Regions from separate parts of the Sus scrofa genome. Here regions 1 and 3 are each linked to region 2. A link is a contact called in public Hi-C data. All regions are on one chromosome and are shown on one strand. The core of a region is the stretch at or near the end of the contact, and the rest is flanking DNA. Distances in the headings are between cores, read along the strand shown. Region 1 has its middle 49 kb from the start of BCL2L1. Region 2 holds the start of TPX2 (targeting protein for Xklp2). Region 3 holds the start of TTLL9 (probable tubulin polyglutamylase TTLL9).

What was found. Hi-C and Micro-C count contacts between places; a contact is called where the count stands out from the background.
Region 1: a contact with region 2 is called in a Hi-C map of fetal liver, with 1.9 times the contacts expected there. The contact joins the enhancer-like site here to the promoter of TPX2 in region 2. A contact is called at or near these places in 8 of 47 Hi-C or Micro-C datasets (alveolar macrophages, blood, embryonic fibroblasts and 4 more) and 2 of 2 datasets of contacts at active chromatin or transcription factors (alveolar macrophages and skeletal muscle).
Region 3: a Hi-C map of liver shows a contact between it and region 2, with 13 times the contacts expected there. The contact joins the promoter of TTLL9 here to the promoter of TPX2 in region 2. A contact is called at or near these places in 3 of 47 Hi-C or Micro-C datasets (heart right ventricle, liver and skeletal muscle).

Annotation. Positions count from the first base shown.
Region 1 is chr17:35,363,243-35,367,647 of Sscrofa11.1, reverse strand. It overlaps a transcript of BCL2L1 not described here. Among named protein-coding and RNA genes, the nearest start is that of BCL2L1, 49 kb to the left of the region's middle. Within about 2 kb of position 2,252, at least 35 of the 83 cell types and tissues checked have an H3K27ac peak or open chromatin away from gene starts, as enhancers often do. A contact at or near this core is called in alveolar macrophages, fetal liver, liver and 2 more, where this site is marked.
Region 2 is chr17:35,428,039-35,432,580 of Sscrofa11.1, reverse strand. TPX2 (targeting protein for Xklp2) reads right to left here and starts at 1,310. Exons shown (of 19, transcript XM_021078098.1): 1 at 1,158-1,310; 2 at 588-725.
Region 3 is chr17:35,556,041-35,560,479 of Sscrofa11.1, reverse strand. It overlaps TTLL9 (probable tubulin polyglutamylase TTLL9), which reads right to left and starts at 2,107. Exons shown (of 15, transcript XM_003483936.4): 1 at 1,884-2,107. The coding sequence starts at 1,898.

The sequences.
Region 1 (4,405 bases), core at 1,003-3,502, 66 kb after region 2:
CTCACCTTCTCACACCCCCCCCCGCCCCCACCACGTCCCTCCGTCCAGCCACCATTGCCACCAGGAGAACCACTACGTGCAGCCCACCGCTACCCACCCCTCACAGGGTTGGGCCTAACCTGGTCCCCTGCAGTTAGTTTCTAGAATCTACCATGCTTCTGTGAGAGCCGCCTTCCCCAACACCTCAGTTCTCCTGGCCTCAAAACCCACAAAGTTTCCCCCAAATCTGCCCCATGGAAGCTGGCAGGTGCCAGGGTGGTGGAGGGATTGTGGCAGGGGCCAGAATTCCCTGCCTAATAGGTGGAGCCCCTCCCCCAGCCTCCCAGAGAATGCTCTCCTGCCCAGGACACAGAGAGCTTTCTGACCCTTTTCCCCAGAAAAAGAGACTAGATTGCCTTCGTTTTGATGTTTGTGGCCTCAGAATTGATCATTTCCTGTCTTCCCCCTCCCGGACCTGGGCTCCCCTTCCTTTCATGCCCACCCTCCAAGAGCTACTTAGGGCCACTTCTGACTAATTACGGATTCAGGCTGCTTGGGAGAAAGTAAAAAGGACCAGGACCCTCTCCCCACCTCTGGCCTGGCCAAAGTCCCTACCCCCAAATCCCAGTGTCCACTAGAGGCCTCTGGCTAGAGGTCAGCCCCACCTGGGATGGAGGGGGCTGTAGCTGCAGGAAGCACCCCACGCCAAAGCTCGGGTGGCCCTCGCGGTTTAGCACCACCTCCGCTCCCTTCCCCTTCCTCTTCCCCAGCTCCCATGACCATGACTGAGGGACCAACTGGGCCCTAGACAGGTGCCCCAGAGCTGTTTATGGCCTCAGCTGCCTCACTTCCTGCAAGGAGATCAGCCTGTGGCATCTTTGCCTTGGGCTGCTGCCCATGGGGGTCAGGAGCCTCAGCCAGAGGTGAGGGGAGCTACAGGGAGCAGCTGTGGGAGCCCTAGGGTCTTCCCTACCTCAGGCAAGAAGGGCAGGAAGGAGAGCCTCATGCTGCCGTGAAGGGAGGGCTGCTGGAGGGGCCAGACCTGCCTGCCTGGCCCAAACGATTTGTGCACCACCCTCGTTCAGCCTGGGCAGCCGGGCTGCCGAGGTCAGAGTGGCCTGGCCAGGAGCTCTTCAGGCCTCCTTCTCTCCTCTGCTCCACCCATGGCCTGTCTCATCCCTGGGGGTCCCGGCCTAGCCCCGGCCACCCCGGGCTCTCTGCTGTACATATTTGAGACTAGTTTTTATTCCTTGTGAAGATGATATACTATTTTTGTTAAGCGTGTCTGTATTTATGTGTGAGGAGCTGCTGGCTTGCTGTGCGTGTGCACGTGGAGAGCTGGTGCCCGGAGGTCAAACAGCCTGATGCTCCCTCCCCTGCCCTGGTCCGGGGAAGCCAGCCGGGGGTCCTGGCTCCTGAGGGACACCTGTCCCTCCCCCAACCCCCACCCCACACTTGTTCCAGCTCTTTGAAATAGTCTGTGTGAAGGTGAAAGTGCAGTTCAGTAATAAACTGTGTTGATTCAGTGAACAAAGGGCCCAGGCTTCAGTGTGCTGCGGGACGGGGCCAGCGGGGGGGTGGGGGTGGGGGCTGCTTGGCTGGCAGAGAGGCTGCCAGGGAGGGCAGTGGGGACAGCCAGATGAATATAAGGATGGTGCCAGCTGTTGCAGGGCAGAGGAGGCAACAGGGTGACCCTGAGGAATCATGGCAAGACATAAAGGACCTAATGGGGAAGGAGGTAAGAAGGGGTCAGATTTGAGATAACGTTTTAAAGATAATGCCCCAAGACTGGCTGCTGGATCAGTGAGAGCGCTAGAGAGGTGATTTGAGATTTGGGAATAGGGGTATGATTATAATTACAAAGCGAAGCACATGTCTGAGACCAGTACAACCCAAAAGGCTCGTAACGAGTGTCCAACAGCATTTCACACAGAACCTGAGCTTGTCTGGGATTCAGGGAGGGCTCCCTGGAGGAAGTGACATCAGAGCCAGGGCCTGAACAGGCAGGCTATAAGAATTATCCCAAAGAAGCAGGGAGGCAAGAGTGGCTCTGTTGAAGCAAATGCACAGGAAGAGCAAAGAGTTTTCTTCAGGTTGAAGAAAAGTCGGTGTGTCTGTGGGCTCCTGGGTCAATATGGTGCCAGAGGTGGATTGAGGGGGACCGAACTTGATCTTGAGGGCAGGGAGAGCCAGAGGAAGGTTGTCAGGGAGTGATATACCCCTTATGGCCCCCAAAGCGCCCTCTGGCTGCTGTGTGAAGAAGGTTCTCAAAGGGGAGCAGAGTGGAGAAGCCATGGTTTGGTTAATGCTCCAGTTCTGAGGGTGGACAGGCCAGGTGTGTATCCTGAGTCAGCATTCCTGGTCTTTGGGCAAGTTACCTAGCCTCTCTATGCCCTAGCTTTCCCATCTATGAAATGGGTAGGACGGTAGTGCCCATCTCAAGCAGTTGTCATCAAGATTGAATGAGATAACCTAGCAAAGTTTGGGGGTGCTGGAAGTTGAGGGGGCAGCAGCGATGACCCCACCATCAAGCGGACTCCTAGGAGGAGGAAGGAGGTGCTCCTCATGGAGTTCACGTGGCTGTGGCCAGAGGTCAGGGAGGGGTCTGGGAAAGGGAGCAGAACTCCAGCTAAGGGGGCGGGCCTGGGGGGCAGGACCTGCCTCAGGCTCTCCGCCCCACCACCCTTAAGGACCGAGCTTGACTGCCCCCTGGTGGCCGATGGTTGCCACCTAAAAGCCACTCCCAACCCAGATTCCCTCCCAGAGTGCCCACGACCTCTGTCTGGCCAGATTTCCGTGGTGTCCTCCCCTCCATCCTCTGCCATGTTCACCGGAAGGACGTCTACACTTCCAACTCATGGGTACCAGATTCAGAACTTGCCAAGGGGAGGTCCCGTCATGGCCCAGCGGAGACGAATCTGACCAGGAACCATGAGGCTGCGGGTTCGATCCCTGGCCTCTCTCAGTTAAGGATCCAGCGTTGTCATAACTGTGGCAGATTCCACTCGGATCCAGCGTTGCTGTGGCTGTGGCGTAGGCTGGCAGCTGTAGCTCCGATTAGACCCCTAGCCTGGGAACCTCCACATGCCGCAGATGCGGCCCTAAAAAAAAGAACTTGTCACGGCTCTCCTGGGGCTCAGGGTCACCATTCCCCTTGGTTCAAGACCAAAGCCTCCAGCCTCCTGCTACCCTTAGGCCCACAATGCGTCCCTGACCCCTGTCCCTTAACCTAGCCACTCAAGGTCCCCTCCCCAGATTCTTAATATCCACCCTTCTAGAAACTTCTTTATACAAAGGCTAATACATAAATATAAATATATTCTCGGAGTTTCCATTGTGGCTGAGCAGGTTAAGAACCCAACTATGTGGGGTGGGAGTTTAATCCCTGGCTTTGCTCAGTGGGTTAAGGATCCAGCATTACCGTGCACTGTGGTGTAGGTCACAGACTCGGCTCAGATCCGCATTGCTGTGGCTGTGGCTGTGGCTGTGACTCTGGCTGTGGCGTGGGCCAGCAGCTGCATCTCGGATTTGACCCCTAGCCTGGGAACTTCCATATGCCACTGGTGCGGCCCTGAAAAGACAAAATATATATATATTCTGATCCTTTTTTTTTACACAAATGGTAATATACATACTGTGCCTTGCTTTTTCCACCTTAATAGTGAATCTTAGAGAAGTTTCCATGGTCATACACAAACCCTGGGTACTCATCATAGAGCTTCAACAATTAACTTATGGCAGATTCATTCTTTTCCTATTTTTATCTTTTGTCTTTTTTTTAGGGCTGCACCTGCAGCATGTGGAAGTTCCCAGGCTAGGGGTCGAATTGGAACTGTAGCTGCAGGCCTTCACCACAGCCACAGCAGTACCAGATCCAAGCTGCATTTGCAGCTTGCAACACTGCTGGATCCTTAATCCACTGAGTGAGGCCAGGGATCAAACTTGCATCCACATGGATACTAGTTGGGTTCTTAACCTGCTAAGCCACAATAGGACCTCCCTTGAGTATTTTAAAATAATCAAGGAGTTCCCTGGTGGCTCAGTGAGTTAAAGATTGGCATTATCACTGCTGTGGCTCAGGTTTGATCCCTGGCCCGGGAGCTTCCACATGCCATGGGTAAGGCCAAAAATTTTTTAATTAATTAATTAATCAGTCATGAGTTCCGGAACATAGAAAATGACCTAAAGCTTTCAAATCCTTTTTTTTTAGCCATAACCACGGCATGTAAAAGTTCTGGGGCCAGGGATCAAACCTACACTGTAGTTGGTACTTGCACCATAGCTATAGCAACCGCCAGATCCTTAGCCCGCCTGTACCACATGGGAACTTCCTCAAACTTTTTTTTTTTTTGATAAAATTATATAATGGTTATGAAAACCGTGCAAGGCTGCATAGCACAGAGGAAGAGAGGAAAGGCAAGCAAGA
Region 2 (4,542 bases), core at 61-2,560:
TTCCTGGCCTTGCTCAGTGAGTAAGGATACAGCATTGCCATGAACTGCGGCATAGGCCAGGAGCTTACAGCTCCTATTTGACCCCCTAGCCTGGGAACTTCCATATGCCCCTCGTTTGGCCCTAAAAAGACAAAATAATAATAAGTTTAAAAAATAAATAAATAAATAAAGCGAAATCAGTAGAGCACTCAGATGCTGTCTTGTCCCAAGCAGGACTGATTGGCAGGAAATGCTTGGTACTTGAATATTAGAAAGTCGTGAGAAAAGAAACCATGTATCTAGAAACCAGGGAAGGGTTCCAACTGTGGCACATATGCTGCCGGGGGCGAACAAAAGGAAAAAAAGAGAACAGGAGAAAAAAAACAATCCCACAATATTATAGCCTGGTTCACTTTTCCTTCCCTCTTCAATCTCTACATGTTTTAGGATAGGAAATTAGAAAGGCAATAGTAACTAGTGGTTCCACACAAAGAGGAAGGGCTGGGCAGACAGGGATAAAACAATGAATTTTAAATCCCCCAACAGAAAGACAACTCCAAGTGGAATTAAACTTGCCCTCAATTATGTTCTCACACCACCTCATTTACCTTTCCAACTTACACAGTTGTTCTGAAATGCAGTTGTCTGTGGCTGTTTTCCTCCGCTAAATGCCTTCTTGAGGGCGGGGCTACAGTTTATCACCCTTTTCTCAAAATGTTTCTAGATTACAGGCCTCAGTTTACTCCCTATAAAAGAAGGATAAGAATAGCACTAACTTCACCGGCTTTGGGTGAAAATTAAATGAGAAAACAGTGCTTAGTCCAATAAACGCCTGTTTCATGTGTGCTGGGTAATATAATTGTCGTTACCGTTATCCTTAGCCCATAGTCTCCCCCAACTCCTCCTTCCACCTATTTCCCAAGCCGGCCTCTGCCTCTACCTGAAGACACAGCTCGCTAGACCCGATCCGGACGGACTTCACGGGGAAATCCTATTACCAAGAGAAGGGTGGCCGGAAGCCCGGCTCCCGCTACGCAGGACAGAACGGCGCCCCTGCAGCACACTTTCCCAGAAGCCAGGCCCTCAAGGCAGCGCTGGGAGGCGACCTCCAGAAGCTCGAAATCAGGGAGAAGCCTGCCCTGAGCCCTGGGTGCTCCCCTTTTCTCCCCACGGCTCACCTCACCTCGGCGCTGACAACCGACCGCCCAGAAAACCCGCCGCGGGATTCATTCAGTACCGTTGAAAATTTGAACCCAGACTCTCCAGTCAAACGCACCAATCAGAGAGCCAGGATCCGGCTAGCCCAGCCTCCCGATTGGCCCGAGAGATCTCAGCGGCGCCGGAAGTCAGCCTGAGGGACGAGCAAACAACCGGCCCCAGAGGCTTCTGGGAAATGTAGTACAAGAGCCTGAGTCGGTAGGGATAATTCCAAAGAAGAAATTACTACAAAGCCCAGAATGCTTCGCTCCAAACTCTTTGGGAAAGATGGTACTACCAACTGAAGAGGTGGAGGTCGAATTTAGGTAACAGAACGGCGTGCGTCCTGGACCTCCCCAAAACATTCACGGAAGAGAATTTCTCATTTTTTTTTATTATTCTCCCTGTAGTTATGCATAGTGCTTTGAATATTCACGAGAATTCACTTCGTTTTAACATCGAGTCCTCTGCATGCAATATAGACTCGCCCCCGGAGTCTCTGCCAAGTGTGGAGTCTCTCGAACTCTTTATCCAGTCCACGCCCTGATATTACTGGCTAAAGCGGTGATTTGGCGGTGCTTGGTCCTCCCCTTTTAATTCCATCTACATCCTTAGCTTTTTTACTGTCGTATTGTAGAAGAGAAAACAAAGGCCCAGAGAAGTTGAATAAACATCAAAAGTCATATTTTTTAAGTGGAGGAGATGGGATTTGAATTAAGAATGTCTGGTCCTATACATCATCAGTAGTCAATTAGAGGATAATAGCAAGGACAGAACAAGAAGATGAACGTTCGTAATAACAAAAGCAGTTTCCTCTGTAGTGCAGTGGGATCATTGGTCTCTTGAGAGCGCTGGGACTGATATTGGATCCCCGGTTGGGCACAGTGGGTTCAGGGTCAGGAATTGTGATTTTGCCGCAAGTGCTGCTTTGGCTAGGATCTTATTCCTGGCCAGGCAACTCCATTTGCCGCGTGGGAGGCCAAAATAAACACATATAACAAGAAAGGCTACAAAGTTTTGAAAAATATACCTAAGATCTTCACAGTAGATTTTTCTAAAGGGAAAACTTCGTTGAGTAACTATAAAAATAATTAAATAAGGGTATATACCTTATTAATAGATGGGGATATATATAATACTGTAAATTTTCCATGTTAAAAGTTCAAGGCACAAAGTTTCTTGGTGGCCTAGTGGTTAAGGATTCCACGTTCTCATTGCTGTGTCTGGGGTGGATCCCTGGCCTGGGAATTTCCTCATGCCCTGGGCACACCCCCCGACCCCCAAAAAAGTTCAAGGCAATTCCAATGAAAATCCTGATAGGTTTTGTCATGGAATTTGCCAAGTTGATTCTAAAATTCATGTGGAAGAGAAAGAGCATCTGAATTTTGAAAACATAATAGAAATTGCCATACCAGATCTCATAAATATTAATATATGAGATTATAGTAATTTTTAAAGTATTGCTGTTCCCACAGTGGCACAGCAGGTTAAAGATCCTGCTTGTCTCTGGGGTGTGGGGACTCCATTACAAGCCCCCCAGCCCAGCCCAGTGGGTTAAGGATCCAGCATTGCTGCAGCTATGGCAAATCATAGCTGAGGTTTGGGTTCAATCCCTGGCCTGGGAACTTCCATGTGCCATTGGTGCTGGAAAAAAAAAAAAAAAAAGTCTTATTAATTGACTCCACGGGGATTCAATCAGCAAAATCCAGATGGGAAAATTTGACAGGAAAAAAAGATCTAGTTTCTTCAAGACATAAACATCAGGAGTTCCCTGCTGGCTCAGCCATATATCCCAAGTTATCACTGCTGAGGTGCTGGTTACTGCTGTGGTGAGAGTTTGATCCCTGGCCCTGGAACTTCCAAATGACACAGGTGGGACCAAAAAAAATAGAAACAGAAAAAGAAAGAAAGGGAAGGAGGGAGTTCCAAGGAAAACAAAAAATTTTAAAACCCCTGCAAGAGTGGGGGGGGTGCTTTTATTTTTTAACACTCCTTATTTTTTAGAGACACATATAGAAATGATGAGGATGAAGTGTGTCTGGAATGTGCTTCAAAATTATCTGGAGTATGCTGGAAGGAAAGTAGATGGGAGTATAGATGAGACAAGATTAGCCACAAATTAATAATTATTAAAACTGAGTGACAGCAAGTTCCTGTTGTGGCTCAGTGGGTTGCAAATATGACATAGTATCCATGAGGATCCAGGTTCAATCTGTGGCCTTGCTCAATGGGTTAAGGATCCAGCATTGCTGTGGGCTGTGGTGTAGGTCACAACTTGGCTCAGGTCCTGCATTGCTGAGACTATGGCATAGGCTGGCAGCTGCAGGTCGGATTCCACCCCTAACCTGGGAACTTCCATATGCTATAGGTGCAACTATAAAAAAAGCAAAAACAAAAACAACAACAACAAAACACACAAGCAACAGGTTCATGATACATATAGACATACACATACATATATTTGTTTGAAATTTTCCACAGTTCTTTTTTAGGCAGGGTATTGCCATAGAAAAAAATTTAACAAAAAAAAAATCAGTAGAAGAATTTAAGCATCCAGAAATAGACCCATGTATATCAGAATTTAGTAAATGTTGAGTAGAATTTCAAATCATATGGAGACAAACAGATAATGGAGTTGGGATATTTTTTTCATTTGGGCAAAATATTATGTTAAATTTTTATTCAATACCATTTACAAAAACAAATTTCAGATGAATTAAAACCCTAAAGATAATTTAAAAATTAAGTTTTAAAGTTTTTAAAAAAATATATTTACGACATTGGGTTGGAAATTTTTAAGACAGACACAAGGGAAAAACTAAGTCATAAAGGAAAAGACTGATCAGACCAAATTTTAAGATTCTGTTTGACAAATGAAAAACAAACAACAATAGGGAGTTCCCGTCGTGGCGCAGTGGTTAGCGAATCCGACTAGGAACCATGAGGTTGCGGGTTCGGTCCCTGCCCTTGCTCAGTGGGTTAACAATCAAGCGTTGCCGTGAGCTGTGGTGTAGGTTGCAGAAGCGGCTCGAGTCCCGCGTTGCTGTGGCTGTGGTGTAGGCCGGTGGCTACAGCTCCGATTCGACCCCTAGCCTGGGGAGCCTCCATATGCCGCGGGAGTGGCCCAAAGAAATAGCAAAAAGACAAAAAAAAAAAAAAAAAAAAAAAAAGCATGTGCTCCCTACAACCTAGGACTTTTGTTTCTAAGTTTAGTTCCAAGAGACACACTTAGCATCTTTCCCACAGAGATACAGAGGCACAGTCACTGCATTTACTGAGCGCCTACTATGTGCCAGTTGCTATGCAAAGTGGGGATTCAGCAGTGAAAAGACAGACAAAATTTCTGTCCTCAGGGAGCAGACATTC
Region 3 (4,439 bases), core at 858-3,357, 130 kb before region 2:
CTCCATCTGTGATTTAGATAGGCCATCTTAGGAATCTGCCTACTATATAATCCTACCCCCCAAAGAGCCAGTGGAAGGGGATAGAGGACACAGCTTTACCAAACTGGCAGAACTAAGTGCCCCCCCCCCAAAAAAAAGCAGCTGAATTTTTTTTTTCTTGGTCTTTTTGCCATTTTCTTGGGCTGCCCCCTCGGCATATGGAGGTTCCCAGGCTAGGGGTCCAATCAGAGCTGTAGCCACTGGTCCACGCCAGAGCCACAGCAACGCGGGATCTGAGCCACATCTGCGACCTACACCAGAGCTCATGGCAATGCTGGATCCTTAACCCACTGAGCAAGGCCAGGGATTGAACCTGCAACTTCATGGTTCCTAGTTGGATTCATTAACCACTGAGCCATGACAGGAACTCCAGCAAGTGAAATTTTATCCCTTTTGTCCATTCAACCCCTCTAACTCCTCCAGCATTATCCAAGTAAAATATTTTTTATTTGCTCATATTTATGTATGTTTATTCAGTTGCTCCAGGGTCTTTATTTGAAAGACTTTCCCTTTTCTCACTGAAGTCTTTGGGCTCTTCTGACAAAATTCAATTGCCTATGTATAGGTGGATCTATCTCTAGACTCTATTCTGTTCTATTGACTTATTTGTCTACTCTTAGGTCACTATCACGCTGTCTTAATTAGCTTTCTAGTAAATCTTGAAATCAGGTAGTACAAGTCCTCCAACTTTTTTTTTTTCAAGATTGTCTTTGCAATTTGAGGTCCTCTGACTTCAATATAAATGTTAGAATCAGCTTGCTAATTTCTACCCAAAAAAGCATATTGATATTTTTATTGGGATTGTATTGGATGTACAGATCATTTGGGGAAGAAGTAACATCATAAATTATTGTATTCATCATTCTATGAATATGGTCTATCTCTTTATTAATTTGTCTTTAATTTATTCCCATAATGTTTTCTAGTTTTCAGTACAGAAGTCTTAAACTTTTAAAATTAGATTTATTCATAGGTATGGGGTTTTTTTTTTGTGATCCTATTGTAAGTTTTTACATTTTCATTTTCCAATTATGTGATGATGGTATATTGTGGTAAACAGAATAATGCTCCTCAAAATGTGCCCATGTTCAAATCTATAAATATGTTATATTACAGGGCAAAGGGAAATTAAGGTTGTAGATGGAATTAAAGTTGTGAAGCACCTGACTTTAAAACAGCGATTATCCTGTATTAACTGGATGGACCCAATGTAATCACTCATCTTTTGCTGAGTGATTACCCTCGGGAGGGAATTAAAGAAATGGAGGTGGAACACGTGTTAAGAAGCAGGCTGAGGTGGGAGACCTGGATTCTAGAGTCATTCATTCCTCTCTCTGCGTCTAATCTTTTCCACTTTTGAAATGGGGACACGGATGGGCCTGTGCACTCCTAGAGGGCTGGGGCTTGTCAGATTCACCTCTGCGTCCCCATTGGGCAGCACTCTGGGCTCTCCTGGAAAAAGACACTAATTAGCATTTGGGAGATGGATGAGCCAGCAGCAAGAAGACTGTGGGGTGACTAGATCTGACTAGATCTCTAAGAGCTTTTCCAGGTCAGGAAATCAGAAATTCTGAGCGTCCCTCAGGGTCACGAAAATCGCCGAGTACAGTTTAGAATCCTAGAGTTACGTAAATTTCCCGCCAGCAAACTGGGTTCCTTGGACTAGCGCGGAAACTCCGGCGTCGCGCGGCATGCCGGGACTTGTAGTCTTTTCTCTCATTTCATCATTTTCTTCTCATTCTAACCGGAATCCCTCCTCGAAGGACTCCTCAACTTCTGAACCCTCTGCGTTTTCCCTCCCTCTCTAGGGGCGATGAAACATCTGGATCTAGGGGCACTCTTACCTTAGGTCGCGACATGATACGATTCCTCAGGGCCGGCTCCAAACCGCCACTGACTCCGGCTCGAGCCTGTGCGTCTCGTTGCCAAGGTGACGGAGTGACGCTCTGCCGCTCTGTTTGGATGAGGCAAGGGCACTCCTTCCCGCGCAGCAAACAGAGCCAAGCCGATCGTAGCCGATCGTAGCCGGTGCTGGCCGATGTGGCCGAGACCTTTCTACTCCCTCAACCTTTCTTTCCCAGCCCCATGCTTCCGCGCCCCTGGGGCACACCAGGCCAGAGACTGACTGCCAGCCGTGGGCACTCACTGCCTAGCGCCTCCTCTGGCTGCACCTAATAGCGCTGCATCTGAAAAGTTGTCAGCTTCTGACCAGTGCATGGATCTAAGTTTCCTTACACGGTCCTTCACTAAATTACCTGCTCAATTCGTCACATGACCAGTCATTTCTGGTCCCTTTCAATCACTCTTTAATTCTTAGGCACCAACTCTATGCCAGGACTCACCTCAACGCTGTCTACTAGTGCCCACTCTTCCCTAACCATTTGATTCATTCTCTCCCCTGCATATAACCCCAAGTGGCAATTTATTCGTTATTGCACCCTGTATTGGCTCTTTGTCCTTCCGTGCCTTGATTCCACTCTGCCAGGGGAGATAACTATTAAAAATTAGAAACTATTTAAAATTTTTTGTTGTTTCGTAGCAACAAAAATATGTTATGTAGGAATATGTCTAACAAAATATATACATGACATTTCATTAAACAACAAATTTTTATTAAGCATCTGCTCTATGTCCTGTGCCATTCTTGACTCCGATGCTATAGCAGTGAACAAAACCAACAAATATTGTGGAGTCTATATTCTCATAGAGAAAATTACAAAATATTATTGAAGAACATTAAAGAAGACATGAATAAGTGGAGGGATATACCATGTACATGGATAGAAAGACTTGAGGTATCATATAGACATGTATTTTTCCAAATCCAATTAGGATTATTGAGAGCCCTTGTCAAACCAAAACAACAAAGTGTATGTTTTGAGGAAGAGAGATATTTCTTTGTATATCAATCCCATTATGGTGCATGGAGAGGCAAATACTAATGTAATACAATAGGGATCCTAGAAACAAACACAGGGGTGTGTATATGCATGTGTGTGTGAGAGAGAAAGAGAATCTAGTGTACAGTAGAGAGGTAGAGGCATCATAAATCAGTAGCAAAAGGATGAAGAACTCAATAAATGACCCTGAGAAACTGATTTTCCATAGGAGTAAAAAATAGATAACCAATTCTAGTGGATTAAAGAATAAATATAGCAGAGTTCCTGTTGTGGCTCAGCGGTAATGAATGTGACTAGTATCCATGAGGATGCTGATTCCATCCCTGGCCCCGTTCAGTGGGTTAAGGATCCAGCACTGCTGCAAGCTGCAGTGTAGGCAGAAGACATGGCTCAGATTTGGCATTACTATGGCCTGGCATAGTCCAGCAGCTGTAACTCCTATTCGACTCCTAGCCTGGGAATCTCCATATGCCATGTAGCCCTAAAAAGACAAAAAAAAAGAAAAAAGAAAGAAAGAAAAGAAAAGAAAAAGAAAATTAATATGGCAAACAAATATTTCAGTTAAGAGCGCCAACTCCCAAGCAGTTGAAAAACCAACCATAACTTTACAGTCAGCCCTTCCTATCTGTATTCCCCTCATCCTTGGACTCAACCAACCTCCAACTGTGTAGTACTGTAGTATATATTTATTGAAAAAAAAAAAATCCTGGCGTTCCCTAGTGACCTGGTGGTTAAGGATCTGGCATTTTCACTGCTGTGGCTCCGGTCACTGCTGTGGCTCCGGTCACTGCTGTGATACAGGTTCCATCCTTGACCTGGGAACTTCTTCAGCAATAGCCAAAAAGAAAAAAGAAAAAAAATTCACACATAAGTGGATCTGCTCAGTTCAAACTCATGTTATTCAAGGGTCAACTGCATATACATTTTTTTTCTTTTTAAGGCCGCACCGGCAGCATATCAAAGTTCCCAGGCTAGGGGTCAAATCTGAGCTGCAGCTGCTGACCTACACCAGATCTGAACTGCATCTGTGACCTATGCTGCACACTCCTATGTGGGGCTCTTAATCTACTGAACCACAACGAGAACTCCATATGTATATCTCATGGTGGTGAAGGGTTTCTTTATAAAGCATTTACTCAGAAGGGAAAACTGATCTGTGGCTCTCTCAAAATTTAAACTGTCATATAACAAAAGATACCATAAATTGGATTAAAAGACAAGCTACAGACTAGGAATAAAAATCTGCATCATATTGAACAAAGGGCTAGTATTCAAAGAACTCCTGCAAACCATTAAGAAAAAGACTCTTCCCCCACAACCTACAAAAGAAAAGTGGACAAAATATACAAAACAAGGAAATTTCAGCAGAAGAAACTCAAATTGCCAATAAGCAATTAAGATACATTAGGCAAAATAATTAGAAGATATGATTTCAAATATTCAGCTAGTCAAAAATTTAAACATATATCAATTCTAAGTGTGAACATGTTGGAACAACAA